Regions from separate parts of the Capsicum annuum genome. Here region 2 is linked to region 1. A link is a contact called in public Hi-C data. All regions are on one chromosome and are shown on one strand. The core of a region is the stretch at or near the end of the contact, and the rest is flanking DNA. Distances in the headings are between cores, read along the strand shown. Region 1 holds the start of LOC107843316 (protein FAR-RED-ELONGATED HYPOCOTYL 1-LIKE). Region 2 holds the start of LOC107843319 (ATP-dependent zinc metalloprotease FTSH 10, mitochondrial).

Region 1 (3,090 bases), core at 105-2,604:
GCTGATTCTAGAAGATTGTAAGATTGTTGCGGTCACACTTGAAAAAACATATCCTTTTATTTCAGTCACTGGAATTGAGATATCTTGGTAAGTCTCCTGCTAATATAGTTCATCTCTTTTCTTATCCATTTGAGATGCATAAATGATGCTGAAGTAATACCTTTGTTTACCGTACTCTCCAAATTTCTCATGTCGGATCCTCCAAAAAATGCACTAGTTTTGGAAAATCCGACACACAACCAACTGCATTTTTGGAGAGTCCGAGCAACATTTAATAATGCCACGGAATGCTTCATAAAGTATTGATAACCTAGAATCAAACTCCCTCCACCCTTAACACAGCCACAAGTCTCAGGTTCGAGCTCTAGGAATAGAACAATTCCCAGTAGGAAGTCTTCCCCTTAAATGATTTGTAGGCAAAACGAACCTAGATTAGTTAGGCCCAGTGAGTTCCAAATACCAAATGGCTGAAAAGAAAAAAAAAAAAGATAGCCCGGAATCAAACAGCATAATCTACTGATCACTTCTTATTGGGAGTAGCGAAGGGATTATAAGATGAGGAATAGAACCTACGGACGAGCTGAAAGGTCACTTAGTCAACTTAGTCGACCAACTAAGCTACTAGATTACTCGTAATCTACGAATCGAAGTATATCTGTAAATAGCATTTGAAAATATAGTGGAACTGAATTTCTCAAATTTCACAAACAGGAAAAATACCCAAATTTTAAATACTTGGCATAAAAGTTAAATTTGATGATCCATCTTTTTTCTAGCTTAATACTTTTTAGAGTAATTAAAAAAAAAAAAAAAAAAGTAACTAACTCTAAAGAAAGTAGATCCATCAAAAAATACAACTACATCAACTAGTTGACTAACTTGAATAAGCCAAATAAACTTAACTAAAATCCAAGTAGCAGTGAACTAACAAACATAAATTAAATAAAAAAGAGACCCAAATTAATTTTAAAAAACCTGTTGATATGAGGACAGATATGCATATCTTCATCCTCCATATTTTTTGCAGCTCGAAAAAAAATGAAGGAATTTAGGTGTACGGATTATTATGACCCATTGGGAGAATGCAGAAAGTAGATGGGGAGATGGGGGGTGAAGGTGACACTAGACTATATTATTATACTATATGATGAAGTTGGAATTTAATTATAATCCACTATACCTGCATCAAATTATGTAAATGATTGCACTTAAATTATACTCCGTTTTAATTTATCTGAAGTTTTTTTAACTGTATATGGAATTTAAATTTTCATTTTAAGAATTATATTATACATATTTGTGTGATTGTAATAACAATAATAATGCATTCAATATAATTTCATCAGTGCAATTTGAGGAAAAATGATGTATACACAGTCTTTACTTTTATCCCGTAAATTATTTTATTAAAAAAAATTTAATTATTGGAGTATTAATTTTTTATTTTTTATTTTTAGTTCTTAGTTGGTTATTGGAGGCATGGCAGTACAATTATCTATCTCAGTACCAAATTTATGAAATTCCATCACTCGAGTTTGCAGCACGTGCACTCTTCACTACTTCCTTTTTTTGGGGGGCGTGGGGGTGGGGGGAGGGTTTAGAGGAGGTTCTATTTTACTTGCATCCGTTTCACTTTATTTTTTCGTAATTTACTTGATACAAAACTATATATAAATTTTTTTTAAAGAGAATACTTTATTAAGGGGTGTTTGGTCGAAAAAGAGTTATTCTAAAATTAGTTATTTCATTACTATAATATAAATGAGAAAAAATAATCTCGAGACTAAGTTATACTACCTCCAACCAATCGATAAAATAATTCTATATTTTATTCTAAAATTATTATGTCTTATATCTCACACCAAACTCCTAGTATTGATGCGGCCAAGCTAAAATGGAGATTGCGGCAGCATTGTATGGAGCAATGATATACTCAATTTGGCAACCTAGAGATTACAAGATTTTCAAGAAGTGTATTTCAAGAAGGGTGTTTCTCATCCAAATCTCTGTCTTTTTTGTTCGATCAATAAAATTGAAAAATAAAAAAACTACGGGGACTTTGAGCACGGTGTAGTAAGGAGTGTGGGCAAATGTGCATGGTAGCTGACTAGGAAAGGAGCATCGAGTCCACGAGGGATTATGGAAGATGGCCCCCTTGTCCTTTGTCATTACTCATTAACTAGTAGCATCTTCTTTTGTTTTTACTTCATGTTTACGATTCACCTTCAATCCCGAACCCAAACCCGATTAATTTGATTTGCACCTAAAAATCTCTCATTTTTTTAATTCCCACCATTTGATATCTATATTAAATTTCGATCAATTTAAATTTGCTTCGGATAAGATCCACACATTGAAATTCGACTTTGCTCTAGATAGGATTCATTTGGGGCATCACTTCCTGCCAAGTTTTTTCATATCCAGGATTAAAATTGAGATGTATTGTAGAAATATAAAAGTTTATTGGAGCAAAATCATACAAAATTTGAATTTGATCCATATTTGCCTCGATCTAAAATTATTTTGGACTTCAAAACATAGTAAGCCCATTTATATGCTGGAATTGTAACCCCGGAGGGCAACTTGACATCCTTGCTATGTGATGAACTCCCTAAGGCTGACATCAATTTTAGTAAATCTGAAGATTCAATGGGTTTTCTAATTTTAATAAAAGTCAACGCCTTAATGGTTGATGCAACTGATATAAATGAGAAGTTTGCAATGATGGAACAAGTTATTGAAGTTTTAAAGAAATCTGCTGAGGATAAAGATCTTCAAATTGCTCAACTTATGAACAAGTTGAAGTCCTTTGCACCTGGAGAATCGAGTCATGTCCCTGCTTATAAACCCGATTTTACTCTGCAAAAGAAGAATGTTGCTGAGTCATTTGCAATGTCCAAATTACAAAAGGAGAAATAGTCTACTTCAGTTGTAGCTTTGTCTGTTCAACAGTTGCAAGACATGATAACTAACTCTATCAGGGCACAATATGACGGAGTACCACAGAGTTCATTGTATTATACTAAGCCTTATACACGACGAATTAATTGTCTACCCATGCCGATGAACTATCAACCACCAGGTTGCAAC
Region 2 (3,261 bases), core at 259-2,758, 150 kb before region 1:
GTTACAATAATGGACCACACAAGGCATCTTGCAGAATACGAATATCTACTTTTATACATTGAACTCAAGAAAATAAGCCCCATCCCCTTGTCAATCCCAGCTCTATTTGGAATAGTATAAATAATCTGATCTCTATAATCCAATTCTATGTCTATCAGAAACAACATCTCTACCCCCACAAAGGTAGGATTAAGGTCTCCGTACATCTTACCCTTCCCCGACCCTACTTGCGGGATTACACTTGATATGTTGTTGTTGTATAATCCAACTCTATCCCAGTTGTACATTTTCATCACAATTCAGGCATAAGCATCCTCCGCTTTCTAACATTTCAAATAGTATAAATGATCTAGATCGCTAACAAACTATCTCTAACCAATTTGTTAGTAGTTTTTTCAGAAAGTTCTAATACCAATGCCTCTAGTAATCCAAAAGTTCTACTTAATCATATGGAACATACTTTCGGAAAAGTAAACTCAGCTCCAATTGAGTACAACAACATACTAAGTGTAGTCCCAAAAAGTGTGGACTAGGGAGAGTAGAGTGTACGCAGAGCTTACCCCTACCTCAGAGGTAGAGAGGCTGTCTCCGATAGACCCTCCGCAAATTGAAATATTTCAGTTCCAATTACAATATTCCCTATATTTTCACATTCTACATTCTAGCAAACTCCAATAACTTTATCATAAATAATTTTACTTCATCCTATGTTACATAAGATCAAATGTAACCGATCAAGGCACTACATACCTTTGCCCGACTCCGCCTTTTGATTGTTCCCTTTCGGAACTTCTTTCTTATTCTTCGGATAATAATTCTCATAGCCTACAAAAATCAAAACACAACAACCACAATCCATCACCAAAACTCGAAATAACAAACAAACAAAATGTGTAAGTACTCATTCTCACTTCTTTTCTTTGATCCATTGCTGCAAAAGAACTTCCGGAATTCCGAAAAATACGCCCTTTGCAAATATGCCTTATTAACACCCTCCTTTCCAGCTCCAGCTCCAATGGATGTTAAATAACTTCTCACAAAACCTAACCCGCCATTGACGCGTGTAATGCACGCGTTACTTCTTGCTACTTCATCCAAAATTACAAACCTCACACCATTATTGCCAGAAATTAGTGCCTGCTCAATCAAAAAAAACGCATCAATACTAATAATATTAACACGAATTAAAAGAATAACTTACAGACTGAAATTAGATGCTTACTTTATTGATCGTTGAGCGAGAACGATTGATACGTGAAAGAATCATCTTATTGATGATCTGAACATGAATTTATTATGTAAAAGTATCAAATTGCTAAAGTTGATATAGAATTGAACCTAAATTTATGTAATTTAGTTAAAGTAATAATATTTAATGTAATTTAAAATTGCTGAGTTGGAAAAAAGAAAAGTTTTATGAGGAAAATCAAAGTAGTAAAATAGCAGGAAAGAGGGGGAGTGAAAGAAGAAGTTGGAGAGAACCGGGAATCGGAGACGACTCGGACTCGGTTACTTGGTCAATTATGGACCGGTCATTTTATGGGCTTTGATTTCCAGATAGCCCATTTTGGACGTGTAAAAAATATCCTAAATAAACTTACGGGGAAAAGACAGAAACGACATTTCAAATTAAACTATTTCCTTAAAAATGGTTATGAAATTTAAATTTCACTTTCTAGCCATTTCAATTTGTTGACTTGTTCTATACCGTTTCTATACACCATCTATACGGTTTCTATACATATCTTATACATATAAATATTCTATACGAAAATTATAATGTTTTGATACACAATTTATACAATAATTGTACTTACTTTTACACATTTTATACAATAATTATATAATTTTTTATACACTTTCTATATATATTTTATACATATACATATTTGATAGAACTCTATAATTTCTATACATATATCTTATAAAGATACATATTCTATATAACACTTATACCGTTTTTATATAATTATATTTAATTATTATTTTTAAACAATAAAAAAAACAGAAGATTTTTTCAGTTAAAAAATTTATATAAATTTATTTTTAATATTTTTAAAAGGACCGAATGACCCAAGTTGAAAACTGTATCAGTATTGTGTATGGACTGTATCATTATTATATATGAAATGTAGCTGAACTACATGAGCCAAAATTACCCAAATTAGGAAACGACTATAAAGTAGAAATAGTATACCCGACTGACCACTTTTTGAAAAAATGTCAAATTTAGGCTATTTATTTTAAAAAGTGTTACACAGTTTTTTTTCCCCTAAACTTAGATTGTTTATTACAAGTTATAGCAAAACTTTTCAATAATTACTAGACCAATGAAATAATTACAAGTTATAACAACTTTTTAGAAGAATCTTTTTTAATTAGATATCCGAAAATCATTTTTAAATATTTATTATTTATATTATTTTCTTATTTATAGAATTTAACATTTATCACTCTTCATTAAGTCTTTTGATAATTATTGCAAGTTATATTATTGGTATTAGTAATTTTTTTATTTTAATAATTAAGTTTTAAAGTTTGTTCATATTTTTAAGGAGTCAAATATGGTAAATATATTTTTTAACATTGATACTTGATTTTTAACTTTTTATTAACTTTAATAATTAACTTACTTCTACACTTTATCAAGTTTGACAGTCTTTCATTACCATTAAAAGTCTTCACTCTTTACCTTTTTCATCTTATTTTTCTCTTCTTTTGAGTTTCATGCGTATGAAACTTTGTTTCCCAACATTCACTCATAAGCTTGGATTGATAGTTCTTCACTTTAGTTTGATTTTTTTTCTTGAGACATGTCAGAAAAATACAAATTTGATTCTACCCCTAATAGAAAAAGTCCTAGATTAATACAACAAAATAGTCCAATTATTTTATCTAGACCCTCGTTTGATTTGAGGTACTTTACCCCATCTCTACTATCAAAGAACAAGAACAAGGTAATTGAAGGTAAGTCTATTTCGCATAATCAAAGTGAATTTTTGCCAGTCAAAATCGATTTTTCAAAAAATTCACCATTCTTGAAGCAGCCGCAATTCAACATGCAAAGCTATTTAGTGTCAAAAAAGTTATTGTTCCAGAATATAAGATGGTTGATAAGAGAAAAAAGGTTGTTGTTGAACAAGCTTCAGATTCTGATTTTGAAGATGAAATTCTCGCCCATAAAACGAAGAAATCAAAAATGAAAAATCGTAAAAATGCTATAGTTACAAGGTCCAAGGCCAATGTGAGTGTTGAAAAAGT

Evidence for each region. A called contact is a pair of places that touch in the nucleus more often than the background predicts.
Region 2: a contact with region 1 is called in a Hi-C map of placenta, with 2.9 times the contacts expected there. The contact joins the promoter of LOC107843319 here to the promoter of LOC107843316 in region 1. A contact is called at or near these places in 2 of 5 Hi-C or Micro-C datasets (leaf and placenta).

The regions. Positions count from the first base shown.
Region 1 is chr10:167,221,338-167,224,427 of UCD10Xv1.1, reverse strand. It overlaps LOC107843316 (protein FAR-RED-ELONGATED HYPOCOTYL 1-LIKE), which reads right to left and starts at 1,354. Exons shown (of 3, transcript XM_016687551.2): 1 at 976-1,354. The coding sequence starts at 1,016.
Region 2 is chr10:167,374,812-167,378,072 of UCD10Xv1.1, reverse strand. LOC107843319 (ATP-dependent zinc metalloprotease FTSH 10, mitochondrial) reads right to left here and starts at 1,508. Exons shown (of 8, transcript XM_016687556.2): 1 at 1,223-1,508; 2 at 912-1,137; 3 at 751-825. The coding sequence starts at 1,267.